Regions from separate parts of the Mus musculus genome. Here region 1 is linked to region 2. The links are chromatin contacts, called in public Micro-C maps. All regions are on one chromosome and are shown on one strand. The core of a region is the stretch at or near the end of the contact, and the rest is flanking DNA. Distances in the headings are between cores, read along the strand shown. Region 1 holds the start of Rapgefl1 (Rap guanine nucleotide exchange factor (GEF)-like 1). Region 2 holds the start of Ormdl3 (ORM1-like 3 (S. cerevisiae)).

Region 1 (7,260 bases), core at 3,891-6,390, 250 kb after region 2:
CATTAGCCTCACACTGAGGTGCTTCATAAAACCACCTCATTAATGCTATCTCAGCTAACTTGATCTATGAATGCACTGGGCAGAATTGAAGCCATTCCTACATTCAGATTTTCATTTGGGAAACTGCAGAATGAAAATACAGGAGCCCAATCTAAACTAGATTAAGGAAAGAAAAAAATATGAGTTTAAGTTGTTAAAGCCAAAAAAGCCAGTTGTAAAGACTTTAGGAGAGAGTGGCTGTGGCTGCCACGGGGCTCTGAGGAGAAAGGAGGAGAAAGTGGCTCTGTGGCTCTGAGGGAGTGTGTGTTGGTTTAGAAGGTAAGGTCTCACTCTGAGCCCAAGCCAGACTCAAACTTTCCCTCTTCCTGCTCTTACCTCCCAGTGCTCAAATTACAGGTGTGGGCCACCACGCCTGACTCTGGGATATTTTTATTGCTGTTGTTTTGTGGTCATTAAAGCACATTATTTAGAAGCTTAGGGTGTAGCATGTCCATGGTCTTAGACTTGATCCTCGGCGCCAAATAAACCACATTATTTAGAAGTGGGCCTCTGAGAAGGCTTATATAAATACTCAGGTCCAACTGACACACCGTTCTTCTCTTTTAACTCTCAATAGGACAGGAGAGGTGGAAACTCAGGAGAGAAGGGAAATACAGCTGGCTGTCTACTACTCAGAGGGCTTCAAAGGTGTGGGGTGGCCCTGCCAGCAGGCGGAGGATGAGGCCCTCCTTCTCTGAGGACGGGTCTGCTGGAGAGAGAAGAAACAGGTGGCTGCCTTCCACCTCACTCCTCACTTGAGCTGCCTGGACTCGAGGAGCAGAGACTGGACAACCCAGGCGTCAGAAGCCTGTTTCTTACTGTCTCCCCAGAGACTCAAGTGTCTTCTGCTCCCAAGGGAGTTCCTTCCTGCTTGTTTGTTTGAATGTTGATTTTTTTTTTAAAGCTTGATTTACCCTTCTTAAGTTAATGTTTTTAGTTTTTTCTCCTTTTCCCTGCCCTGCCCTGACTTTACATGAAACAAGTTCAGTTTCGTTTACCAGCCTTTCTGGGTTCCCTTTGACTCCCCTGCTAACCCCACATAATTGAGAATGTTTTGACCAAGTGTAAAAATAGCTGGCCTTTTCCTTGTGATTGGTCTTTATTAGTCTTTTTAATGCCTCTAACCCTGTGGAAGCTGTCTGCACGCAGTATCCCACTGTAGAGGAGAGCTCAGAGTGGGGGAGTAGGAGCCCTTGCTTGGGGTACAGGTTTTATAAATCTGAGCCTTCAACAGTACCTCTCTTCTAATGGGCTTCAGTCCTCCACTGAGGCAGAATCTCTGCTGTGGGGAGAGAGAACAAACTGGATGCTATTGTGAGACGGGAGGGTGGAGTGAGACCCTCTGCGCTGAGTCCTCAGGGCTGTCTTGGAGGTAAGTGGAAGTAGTGGGCCCTGCTTCTTTTCTTTGTAGCCTTCCGGCTACATCCCCTTCCCAGTTGTGGACCAATGCATCTCTAGAGACAGATACTATCCAGCCATCTGTCTGCCTTGTCTTTTGCAGTACTTCTCCATGCCTTCCCTGCTACAAGTGTTTTTAGATGTTATTACTGTACTTTCCCCAAATTCTGCTCCTGTACTTGCAAACTGAAGGTAACTATACCTAGACTTAAATCCTAAGGAAGCAAGTTACCTTCTGGGCAAAGGCTGCCTTCCCACCCTTCCTTTCACGGCACCACACTACATCCCCATGCCCCTGTGGAAGTCTGTTACTGCAGCACTGTGCCTGCCAGAGTTCCCACAGCACCCGAGGGAGAAGGTGATGGCTGTCTCTCTCTAGTAATGTCCTTGTTCTTATTCTTCCCTCCTACAGCTGGCCTAACCACTCTTGAGTCGGGGTGGGGGTAACCCTCAAGGAGGAGGTAACTAAGAGGCTCTTCCAGGGGTAGCTGGTGGGTGTGCTTTTCATAGGCTTCCCTTTGCCTTAAACCTGAAGATGTCTCCTCAAGCCTGTGGGCAGCATGCCCAGATTCCCAGACTAAGACACTGTGACAGTTGTCTGTCGGTCCACTGTGTTTAGTTGCAAAGATTTCACCATGTGTGTTGTTTTTGTTACTGTCTTAAAGGGTGCACATTTGTGATCAGCATTGTGACTTGGAGATAATAAAATTTAGACTGTAGACTTGACTCTGTGGCCAGTTATTGTGTGTCTTGATTTGGGAGGGAAGGAAGACTAATTTCACTACAGAATTAGTCATAATTTGAGCCCGACTGGTAAAATGGAAGAGCAGAGAGGTAAGGAGCCCCCTTGAGGCCCAAAGCTTGAAACCAACAGTTTCTTGTCCTCCGTTTGTTTGTTTGTTTGTTTGTTTTTCACACCAGGGCTCACTCATGTAGCTCAGGCTGACCTCTTAACTCCCCTTTACCTGAGGCTTAGCTTCCCAGGTGCTAGGATTCCAGCTGTGCACGGCCATATAACAATTTTTGACTTGTTTGTTTGTTCTATATGTTGTTGGGGTTTTTTTGTTTTTGTTTTTGTTTTGTTTTTTTTTTTTTGAGACCCTGTCTCACTGTGTACCACGATGCCCAGCTGTAGATATCTATCTTTTATTGGAAAGTAAAGATGGCACTAAAATACTAAGGCCTACAACCTGAAGGACAGCTACCAGACTACCTACCCTGAGCTGGAAGGACAAGGAAAACTAAGACCTTCAACTGGTTCATGCTGCCTTATATTTGAGACTGGAGCACGCACAGAGTAATTTCCAGTTTTGAATTAACTTTCCTTGAGTGGAAGTTTACAGTTATACAAAGGCCACTCGGTGTGGACGACCAGTGGGTATTGTGGGGCTGGAAACATTTGTTCTTTGTTTCACAAAGCTTTACCTTGGTGGTGTGGGAATGCCCACAAGTTGGGACATCTTCCCTCTGTCCCCCAAGGTGATGTATAACTATAGACATGGTCTCCCTGGTTGGTCATGCAAAAAATGTCAGCCAACCCTCTGGGTAGGTTACTGGCAGGAGAAAGGAATGTTGGGGTGCCTTCTCACCCTTGCCTCTTCCCCAGTCCTGCTGTTAGATCCCATTGCTCTCCCTGTTGCCCTGGTAACTAGCTCAGCAAGAAGAAACTCAAGCTCAGCAAAGCCCTCGGGTTCTCTCTGCCCCCCCCCCCCCAGCCTGCTTCTCAGTGGGCAGAGATAATGGGAGTTTAAGGGACAGATAGATTACTGCCTTAGGTAGCCCTGTCCAATACCTTTGTAGAAGCCCATGGGTTGGACTGACTCAGTTAAGCTTGTTGGCCTCCATTTCCACTGTTAAGTAATTGAATACCACCCTACCATTCTCTTCGGTTTTCTCATGGTAATGTAGATGCCCTATCAGTTTTCCCGCTGTGGGTCAGTCCATGGACCTACCTGTAGGTGACTCAAAACATCAAGGATTTGCAATTGCCAGATCTTCTTACAGCTGCAGTTGACCTAGAGCAGTGATTTCCAACACTGGCTGTTTGAATCACCTGGGGAGCTTTCTAAACTAACAGAGACCTTGGGCCTGCCACAGGATCCCATAATGGATCTAGGGTGTGACCTGGACATCAGCAATTCCAAAAAGCTCCCATGCGGTTTCAGTGTGTAGCCAGAACGGAAGCCACTGCTGCTCCAGGAGGACCACAAATTAATGCTTCCTTTGCTTCTGATTCAAGGTCTTGAATGTAGTGACTGCCACTTTCTGTAACTGGAAGGGTCTAGAGTCCGATTCCCCAAGCATTTAGTTTCTAGAAGTCTCTCGGTCCCTTTTTATTTCCAGCTCCCACACCCTTCACACTCCCCAATTTTTCACCCTTCCTAACCGACAATCCCAAATCCTGCCCAGAGAAGAGGTTACCAAGGCAACCGGCTTAATCTGGTAACTGTGGCATGTGCAGAAGAGAAGCCCTCCCCTCTTCTTGGTTCCTAAAAGGTTACCTGGGGAGCTCTAAGCCACTCTGGCCAGTTCCTACTTCCAACCTTAAGAGAGGCCGAGTGTCCAATTAAGGCTGTCCAGGAAACCAATGCTCAGATCCAGCTTCATAGCAAAATCGGAGCTTTTTTTTTTCTTTTTCTTTTTCTTTTTCTTTTTTTTTTTTTTTTTGTTCCCTCTCCAAATCCCCAGATGGGTGTGCAGAGCTTTATTTCTGTGAACACATGCTCTAGCACACATGGAACTGAGTTTGCACCGACAGCAACACAAGTGTAGTACACACCCTGTCAGTTTCACCACTCCCAGCTCTTAGCATTCCTGTCCATCCATGCCTTGCTGAGGCACAGTAAACAGGGGTGGGACTTTGCCCAAGGAACACCAGCCCACCAGGAACCCGGTGCCACTCCTTCACCATGTATACCAAGCCTGGATGTGTTCACACTGTCTCTACAGCCCCATCCTAGTGGAGTGTACCCTGGGAGACAGAATGCTCTGGCGTAGCCACCAGGAGTAAGGGCAATATTTCTCCCATTCTATGGCTATATACACTAATGTGCTAGGTGATGGATGATAGTTGGCAGTTTGGGGACTTACACATCTCTTCAGTCTTGCTTCCCTTCGCTACCACCTGGGCTAAGATGCCCTTGTGCTTTTGGTCGTCTCTTTCAGTCTACTATCTCTTTTCACCCCAATTAGACCTGCCACAACCTGCTGGCCTCTGCCTGGCTCTTTCCTACTTGCCAGTACTTGCCTTACAGGGCGGCCCTGCACCACCCCCTAAACCCTATCAGAAAGGAATATGGGTACCGCCCCCAGTGCCAATACCAGTTTACCCAAGACGCCGTCCCAGCCCTTCTCAACAGGTGGAAGATAATGACCAAATAAAATTGTGGGAAAGATGCAAAGAGTTCAGCAGTCTTTATAAGCCTCACCTGTGCACAGGTAGGCGTGCCAAGGTCAAACATATGCCCTGGTTATTTGAAATGCTCAAAAGAGACCCGGTAATCAAGAGCCAGGAGTCCTCTGCTTTGGTAGATCTCTCCCTCGCCTTTGCCCTTCTGCGACTGTCAGAAACCCAAGTCCTAATTTTCCTCGCGGTCAGCGCCAGAGCCCAAGTTCAAGCCTCGCGCGGCCGGGCGGGGGCGGGCCTAAGCAGGGTAGGGGCGGGGACTGGAGGAGGGGGCGCGGTCTCAATTCTGCCACCTTCCCCGGGGCCAGGAGCGCAGCCGCCGCCGCGTCCTCAGCCTTGCGCTCCGCCCGCTGCCTCTGTCGCCTCAGCCCGGCCCCGGAGCGCTGAGACGGGGACACCAGCCCCTCAGCCTGCCAACCCTTCGGCCGCAGCCGGCATGGGGGGCCGCTGAGAGCGAGCTCCTCTTCCCTCTGGCACCTCCCCCGGCCACTGGCCACTGGACTCTGGCCAGCGAGGCTCGGCCACCTCTCGCTCGCAGTCCGACGCCTGGCACGGCCCTCGGCTCTGCTCCCCCGGCTCTGAGCATCGTGTCCCCGCCTCCCCCCGCCCGCGCCTGGGACACCTGGGTCCCCCGGCGGCCCCTAAGAGAGGGGCGGGGGGGGGGGCATGAAGCCACTGGAGAAATTTTTGAAGAAGCAGACGTCTCAGCTGGCGGGGCGAGCGGTGACTGGAGGTCCCGGCGGGGGTCCGGGTTGCTGCGGAGGGCCTGGAGGGGGTGGGGGCCCTGGTGGGGGCGGCGGTCCGGCCGGGGGACTGCGGCCACTGCAGCGGCGTCAGAGCGTGTCTCGCCTGCTGCTCCCAGCTTTCCTCCGAGAGCCCCCAACCGAGCCCGGGCTGGAGCCGCCCGTTGAGGAGGAAGGGGGAGAGCCATTAGGGGTCTCTGAGGAGCCGGGCAGTGGGGGGCCCTGTTGGCTGCAGCTAGAGGAGGTTCCCGGGCCTGGGCCGATAGGATCTGGGGTGCCCCTGCGCTCTCCTTCCTCGTACTCCTCAGATGAGCTATCCCCCGGCGAACCCCTGGCTTCACCACCCTGGGCCCCCCTGGGCGCCCCCGAGCGGCCAGAGCATCTTCTGAACCGGGTTCTGGAGCGCCTGGCTGGAGGGACCACCAGGGACAGCAGCGCCTCAGGTAAGCCTGCTCATCCATCCCAGAGCAAGAGAGCACGGGGTTGGGGGTGGGAGGTGAGGGATTGGCCCGGGGGATGCTCCCTGATTGTTTTTTCTTGTCCTCAGTGTTGGTGTAGAGGATGAGGGGAAGCCCGAAGTAATGTAGGGGAAGGGGCATGGTAATGCGCACCCACCTTCCTCCCCACATTAGCTTCATTCTAGGGGAAGAAGGGAAACCATCTCTCTCCTTCAACTACCCTCCCTCTCTCTCGGCTATTTAAGCCAGTCTCCCACGAGCCCTTGATACTGCCTACCTCCTCCCACGCCCCTAAATTAGGGCCTGACACCCTAAGGTGGACGCTTTCCCGCTGAGGTTGTACGCTGCCCTCCAGACCATAGCTGAGGCCTGAAAACCGCTGACAGGAGTCCCTGGCTGTGTAGGAGCGCCTCACTTGGTGGGGCCATGTGGATAGTCACAGAACTCGGCTGCTTTTATTGGGGATGAATTCGAAGGTCTCTAAGGGAAGATACCAGGAGACTGCAGCATCCAGAAGGCTTTGGGCCTCCGTAGCACCCACCCTTCCCATGCCATGCCTCAGCAGAGGGCCTTTTTTAAAAAAATAATAACCACACCCTGAGAAGCCTGAGATGATGCCATTTCACCCACTATGAGAATGCCAGCACCCTATTAAAGGGCTTCTGAGGAACGTAGGCCCCCACATCGCTAGTTGGAATAGATGTAGAGATATCAGGGTCTTTAGATCTAACTAGGCACTCCACTAAACCCAGAAGGGGCTTAGGGTTGAGAGACCAAGCTTGAGACCCTAAAGAGGAGGGTGTTAGGAGTTACCCTTCCTTCTCTGCAAGGCATTCTGGCTCTAGGAGTGGAGTGTCACCCTCTACTCCATTTTTGTCCTGAAGGTCGGGGTCCCCTCTTTTGGCTCAGGCTGCAGTTGCCCTGGGGAGCTGACACCTTTTGGATTTAATTAGAAAAATATCAGACACACACAGCTCTCTTAACCATAACTTCCCGCCTACACCACACACCCTGTGTCTCTATGACACATTCCCCAGGGAGGCTGTGCGTTGGACCGGAGCCTACTTTGGAAGAAACAGATGCCAAACTGGAGCCCCCGTATCAGCATCTCTCCACTCTGCCCGCGTTCCTTGTCCTTTACTCCCATTTTAACATTCACACTCTAGTGAGAGAAAGATGCGAGGAAGGATGTCAGGCCTCTTTATGCCGAGGCCCC
Region 2 (6,924 bases), core at 566-3,065:
ACCCCCAGACTCAGATGCTATCTCACCCAGCTAGGATTCTGGCCAAGCCTCCTCCACAGGAGCTAGCATTCACTCAGATAAGTTCATTACTTAAGGATAATGGAAGCAAGTTTCCTCTTCTCAAATACCTCGGGAGATAGGACCCACAACAGTTTCCCAACAAACATACCCCTGAGTTGGCCTAGGGTGCATGCAGGTGGACATACGCCAGGGACCAAACTCCTGGCTCATTAAGACAGATAACTGGTCCCAACAGAAACCCAAGGAACTAGAACACCAGTTGTTTACCTTCCTCAGGCCTTAGGGCCCTTAACAGAGCCCACCCCTGGGACATCTACTATGTAACAGCCTCCATGGGAGGGCAGGGACTGAGAGCTAAAGTCTCTGAAAGATCATTAAGGTGAGGAAAAGTTTCCCAAGTCTCGGCAGAAACTGCTGTCCTTCTCCATTACACAGCCCTACAGTGGCACAGCTATAGACACAACTCCCTCACACTGCGGTTCAGTAGTGCCAAACCTCTGGCTGGATCCCAGGACTGCAAGACCCTCCACTCCTTTCTGGCTCTAACAGGGCATCTAAGAGAGCCTAGGTGACCCCACGGGAACTGTCTTCCTAAAGCCTAAGTGCTAGTTGTCTTTTAAAGCAGGTTAGGAACTTCAGGAGACTGCTGCACCCTCTTTCACCATCCTCCCAAAAGTACTCCTGAGACTTTCCTGTGGCTTTGTGTATTTCCATTAGGACACAACTGACCTTTCTCCCAGAAGTGAAGAAATAGGAGACTGGCAGGGGCAGAAAGGTCTGGGGTGACCAGACTGAAAACTGCTACCACAACTGGCAGGTAGCTGGTGTGATTTCATAATCTGCCTCAAATCAGAGCCTGAAGCAACTCCGTCCTGTTAACCACTTTTTTTTTTTTTAAACTTTTGGCTATGGTATAGCTCTTTGCCTCTTTTCCATGCAGGCCCAAGCCAGTCTGTCAGACACTCATGCCAAGACCAGATTACCACCCCCATCTCCTCCCTCCCGCCTTCCCCCCCTCCCCGCGGCGTTAACCATCCGGTAAGCACTTCCCAAATCCCTCCCCAGTTTAAGACTTGCCCTTTATACAGCAAACCTGTTCCCAAGGGATCCCAAGAGGGAGTTCATGCAACACACAATGTCGCTTCCACTCGGCCCACCCTCAATCTGCAGAACCACGGTTGTCCTCGCCAGCCCGACTCCTGGACTCAGGAAAGTGGGTGTGGAAAAAAAAGCAAGCCTCCACGAGTCAGGAGCGAGGGAACGGTGTCCTCGATATCTTGGGAGTATGTGTATGAGAACTCCTTCCACGGGGCCTCCCGCTTCTGCTCTGCAGCCTGGTACCTCGCACTAGCAGTCTGGCCGGGTTCGGGGCCCAACCCCCATCTCCACGCATTCACTCAACCCTGGAGGCAGCCAAACCTTTATCCCTTAAGTCCAGCCGTTCCCCGCCTCCCACCCCCAGCTGCAGCGCTCCTCCCGGATTATCACCCCCGGCCCCCTGCTCCCACTTTCCTCTTTTGGCACTCCTTCGCCTGATGCACGCACTCTCCACCCCCAGCCACCCAGCTCAGGTCTCCTCCTGCGCGGACGCCTCCCCAGCAGCAGCCTTCTCTCCCGGCTCTCCAACCCGTGGAGCCTTCGGGCTTCACCACTCCGATGCCACCCGTCTGGACTCACCGCGCGGGGTTGGAGGTCGAGGGCCCGGGAGAGAGCCCGAGAACCCGGGCCGCGGCCGCTCCAGCAGCTGTAACAAACCAGCGGCGGTGGCTACCCCGCTGGCAGCTCTGGCCGAATCAGCTCCCCGAGCCGGGGCGGTGACGTCACTACCACGCGCCTATCACGTTGTGCCTCTTGGGAAGTGTAGTTTCTAGGCTGCCTCCTCACCGGCCCGCCCGGCGCCTCCTGGGAGTTGTAGGCTTTTCCCTGGTCTAGCTTTTGATCCCACCGCGAGCTTTGGCACCCCGCAGAACGTCCCACCCTGACGCAATAGTGAGATCAGATGCTGTCTCTTTGGTGCGTTAACAATTGTAGCTTTTGCATCTGCGCCCTTCACGTGTTGCACAAGCGGTTTGTCCATGTCCCATCTTGTAGTCGAAGACTTAAGAGTTTTAAGTAACCTGCATTAAGGCCCTGCTAAGATAGCCTGACCCTAAATGCAGAGGTTGTTTTGGTTTGGTTTTTTCCTAACCGTCGCTGCCTGGGCCCCGGATTATCTCCAGAAGCCGAGAAACACTACCCTTTGCCCCGAAGGAGCCCCATTCACTCCCGGGATTACATTTTTCAGGACTTTAGTTGGGTACATGTGTTCAGGGTAGAGACAGGAGCCTGTGGGCATCTTTGGCCCACCTAGTCTTTATGCTTAATCCTTGCTGGTGTAGGTCTGGCCACTCCTGGATCTCCTCCCTACATCAGGTATAAAATAGGATTTATGTCATAGGACGAGACCTTACTAACGTGAGGAGCTTTGAGCTTCTGTCTGAGGTTAATACGTGTAGCTTTAGGTAGGGAGCCTCATTTCTGCAACTTTCATGTCTGGAAGCTCTGAAAAGAAGGGCACAGACTTTATTGCTAGGTACATATAGTGTATGTACATCTTTATTGGCAGAGTAAGCCTGGACAAATGACTTGTCTTAATCTCAGTTTTACAGCTGTCAAAACTTACTCCCAAGGTTGCTTTGATATTTCAAAAGAATGTCATACAAAGCACTTCTTATCTTGTAGGAACGCAACTAGAGTGTTCTTTGGCTCTCCTAGGTCACTCCCACTTTCCACGTCAACAATAGAGGGCCTCCTTTTAGTTGTTTCTACTTCCCCCGCCCACCTTCTCAGTCTCGTGCCCATAAACCCTGGCAAGGCTGGAATGACAGGAATAGATGACGTAACAGATGCCAGCCTGGCTGGCTGTATATGCGCGACGGACTGAACATGCGAGGACTGGAAGGAGAAGGCCTGCCCGGACAACCTGGGGAGCTTTTTCCTTAGACCCGCCCATCATCAGGGAGCTGCCAGAGGGGGTGGGGGCGGGGAGGAATAGCTGTCTCCGGCCGGAGGCGGAGCCCTGGAAGCCAGGAGTGAGTGTATATCTATCTGACTTACCCTGAGAAGTAAAAATGGGCAGCTTCTCAAGTATTCCAGAGGCAGGGGCCCTTCAGATCCGAACATCTAACTAACCGTCCTTCAGCCTCTGTGAGACTGAAGAAGCCTCACAGAGACACCCCCACACTTCCACACTCCCACACCGCACCTCCACCCCCTATTCCCTCCTGCTCAGCCTTAGAGCCAAAACAATGGGGGGGGGGGTGTTTTTGTTTTTGAGTTTTGTTTTGTTTTTTTTCCAAAATGAACTTGCCGGATTCCTTTGATTTTTTTTTTTTTTTCCTGGAATTCTTCCATTGTCCATCAAGTTGGTTGAGCTCTGGATCTTTGCCAGTTTTCTCCCATCTCTGTGAAGTTCAGGGACCAGACAGGGTCTACATCTCAACAAGGCACTCTGACTAATGCAGACTCCATTGGCAAGGTCACTGGCTATGTCATGGCCTATTAATAGCTCCTGTTATCAAGTTGTTTTTTTTTTTTTTCTTCCACAATGGGAATGAACAAAGTTCTGGTTCTTTCTGCCTTGTGGTAAGTTATGGATCACATTCCACTCGAGTTAACTCGAGTCCCTGTCACCATCTCCTCTAATTCATTGCCTCAAGACAACCAAGTCTTCCTCTAGCTGTGACGCCTGAGCACTGTTCAGGAAGAGTGAAAGCACAAGGCACCGGGGAACACGCAATCCCTGGGACAAAAGATTGACACCGTGTGCCAAGGAACTAAATTGTCCATGCCCTGAAGGCATGACTGTATCCACATCTAAGAAAGCAAACCCATTTACAGCACACGGCTCCGTGTGAGAGGTTGTGTATCCCAGCAATGTCTCTAGCAGTGAAATCCTGAGAGCCATGTAAGTGCCCAAGAAAAAAGGGAATGCTCTATCCACACTGGGCAGAAAAATACGAAACCACTTATGGCTGTAGAAACTGTGGCATCATGGGAAAACAGCTGCCGGATGATATGAAAAGATAAGGATAGAGACTTCGAGTTTCTCAGGGATGTCGTCAGCAAAACCTAGGTCAAGGGGCACAGGTGCGTTCTAGGAAGCAGAGGTCGGGCACTCAAAAATTGGAAGTCAACCTGGGTAGCACAGTGAGTCAGTCCTAGGACAGCCTGGGCTACATAGCAAGACTATTTGAAACTCAAGAGCCAGGCATAGGGTCCATGCCTATGGTCCCAACACTCAGGTTTCAGGTTTCGGATCCTGGGAAAGGGACTGAGGTGCCTATTTTACCAAAGCAGAGCTGGCCTTCAGGTTCTCCCAGCATCCCTCTATCCCTACCTGGCATACACTGAGCTTTCTAGCCCAGAGCTTGGCTGCCCTTCCCCCAGAGAGTCCTCCCTATATAATCCAGACATTTTGCTCACTAGATCTCTCCCCCTGCCCTGCCTCTCTCCCTCCCTTCCCCCCCTCTCCCCCTCTTCCTCTTTTCTCTTCTCCTCTTCTCTTCACTCTGGGCATGAGCTCACCCTTTTCTTTTCTCTCCCTGTCCCCAACCTCCCCGCCTCCCCCCACTAGCCACCCCCCCCCCGCCCCGCCCCAGGTGACTTCCCAGGCCTGGGTCCTTGAGGCCAATAAACTTACCCGTCCAAGTGCAGCTTCCCAATAAACCTGCCTTTAATATAATCTAATCTGGCTTAAATGCCTCATTTCACCGGCGGCAGCGGAGAAATAAGTTATCACTCATGAGTAGAAACATAAGCAGGTGGATCTCTGTGAGTTTAAGTCCAGCCTGGTCTACATGGTGAGTTCCATGACAGCCAGGGCTAAGTAGAGAGACCCTATCTAGAGAAACCCTGTTTCTAAATAAATAAATTAATTAAATTAAATATACAAAGAAAGAAAGAAAGCAGAGATAGATATATTATATTCTAAACTATTTGTGAATGGATGATACAATACCTGGATTTACTACAAAATAATTTGGACTGGGGACATGGGAAAATAAACAGCTATAAACTGATAATTATTAAACCGTGTGCAGTGATAATTATTAAACTGTGTGCAGTGATAATTATTAAGCCTGGGAGATTGAGACACAAGACCCCTCGTATTACTTTCTCTACTTTGTTGGCATTTAAAATTGCTCATAATAAAAAGGATTTTGCAAACCTGAGTCTGAATCCGTGCACACACAAAGCAACACTGGAGTGGCGCTAATAAACCCTGGCATCGGGCTTAGCTCGCTGCTCCCTTGGCCACCAGCTGTCTCTGCTCCCTTGGCTGTGTGACCTTAAGTCACTGACCCGCTCTGTACTTCAGTGACCTCATTTCTAAATGGAGATGGTAATGATCACAATAACCTCATTTGCAAAGATCGATGGGGTCGATAAGTGTAAAGTACTTGGAGCAGCCCTGGCACATGGTTAAGTACCCAGTGTGGGTTGTCTGCTATTGGTCCATTCCAGGTTGGAATACTGACGTCTTTACTAGGCAACGGGAAGTCAGCGAAAGAAAAGAGAGACCTTATATTCGGGTGATGGACTACTCGGGATGATCTTTTTCATTCTCCAGTTTCAACCTCTATGTAATGTGATAGAACTTTTAAATATTTTATCAAATGTGTCTTTTTTAAATATCACAAGCTCCGCCTGTCCAGTGCAGGCTGCTCGGTTGGCGGAGCAGCCTGCACACGTTCTCCAGCCTTGGAGTGATCCCATCTGGTGCTGGGAGGCCCTGCTTATGACAAACACATCTACACCCTGGTGGATGGTAGCCAAGATGGCCACCTGCATGCAGAACGGTAGACAGGGAACACATTCTTTGAAAGGAAGCCACAGTAGATGCTGGAAAAAGGGCTACTGGGAAATGGAGACCCATATGTTCTGTCTTGTCGACAGGAGCACTGGGTTACAAATACCACCCCTTCCTCTGCCCCTCTCCACCTTACTCTCTACATCGTGCAGAAAGGCAGGGCTGGAAAGCTGTGTGGGGTTGTGTGTGTGCTTTTGTTTGGGTTGAGGGAGGCACTCCGAGCCTGGAGTGAACTTCCTGGGGACCACTCTGGGGAAGAAGCTAAAGATACAGCAGCAGCCTGCCTCTTACTTTATGCCCTGCCTAACAGTGGGCTATCATGGGCTGCAGAGGGAAAAACTAACCTTCCCAGGCCTCTGGGCCCACAGCCAGTGCCAGGCACCAGAACCTCTCTGTAGAGAGAGTATCTTGTATATTGTATGGCTGTATCACCTGTCCATTAACAAACCTAGGGCATATGGCTTAGGTAGAAAATAAAGATGGGACATCCGGGAGGAGAAAGGGTTCTGGGAGAGAGGCAGGCGGGAGATTCACGGGAAGATGTCACAAGGTGGACACTTGATACCTGAGCACAAGTAACCAGCCACATGGCAGAATGTAGGTTAAAATAAATGGGTTATCTTAAGTTATGGTCCTAGTCAGAGAAGAAGCTGTATGGCCGAGGTATTTGTAAGCATGTCTTCAGTCTGAGTCTTATTTATGGGAGCGTAGAGAAGGGAGGTAAAAATCCAACAGAACTTCAGGGTCCTTCCTTCTGGGTTTCAAAGGCAGAACGGTAGTCTCCAGTCTACATGTTCCTTGATGTGGCCACTGACACTAGCTATATTGCAGAGACGGAGGACAGAGGATACTAAACCCAGTAGCCTCACCACAAGACCCAAACTGCTACCTTCTCAACTGAGTTCTTGCTCCTAAGAGGCCTCACCTAGCTAGAAAGTCTGGATGGCCTCCACCCCTAAACCACTCCTCCCCCTGCCTGAGGCTCGCTAGCCTTTCTTGTAAGAACAATTCCAGTAAACATTGCTGGACACTTGCTATATTTCCAGCACAGG

The links. Hi-C and Micro-C count contacts between places; a contact is called where the count stands out from the background.
Region 1: a contact with region 2 is called in a Micro-C map of embryonic stem cells, with 4 times the contacts expected there. The contact joins the promoter of Rapgefl1 here to the promoter of Ormdl3 in region 2. A contact is called at or near these places in 3 of 39 promoter capture datasets (the HPC-7 cell line and liver), 1 of 484 Hi-C or Micro-C datasets (embryonic stem cells) and 1 of 9 other capture datasets (liver).

Annotation. Positions count from the first base shown.
Region 1 is chr11:98,831,645-98,838,904 of GRCm38.p6, forward strand. It overlaps Rapgefl1 (Rap guanine nucleotide exchange factor (GEF)-like 1), which reads left to right and starts at 5,141. Exons shown (of 15, transcript NM_001080925.1): 1 at 5,141-6,029. The coding sequence starts at 5,510. It overlaps Casc3 (cancer susceptibility candidate 3), which reads left to right. Exons shown (of 14, transcript NM_138660.2): 14 at 617-2,163.
Region 2 is chr11:98,585,430-98,592,353 of GRCm38.p6, forward strand. Ormdl3 (ORM1-like 3 (S. cerevisiae)) reads right to left here and starts at 1,816. Exons shown (of 4, transcript NM_025661.4): 1 at 1,699-1,816.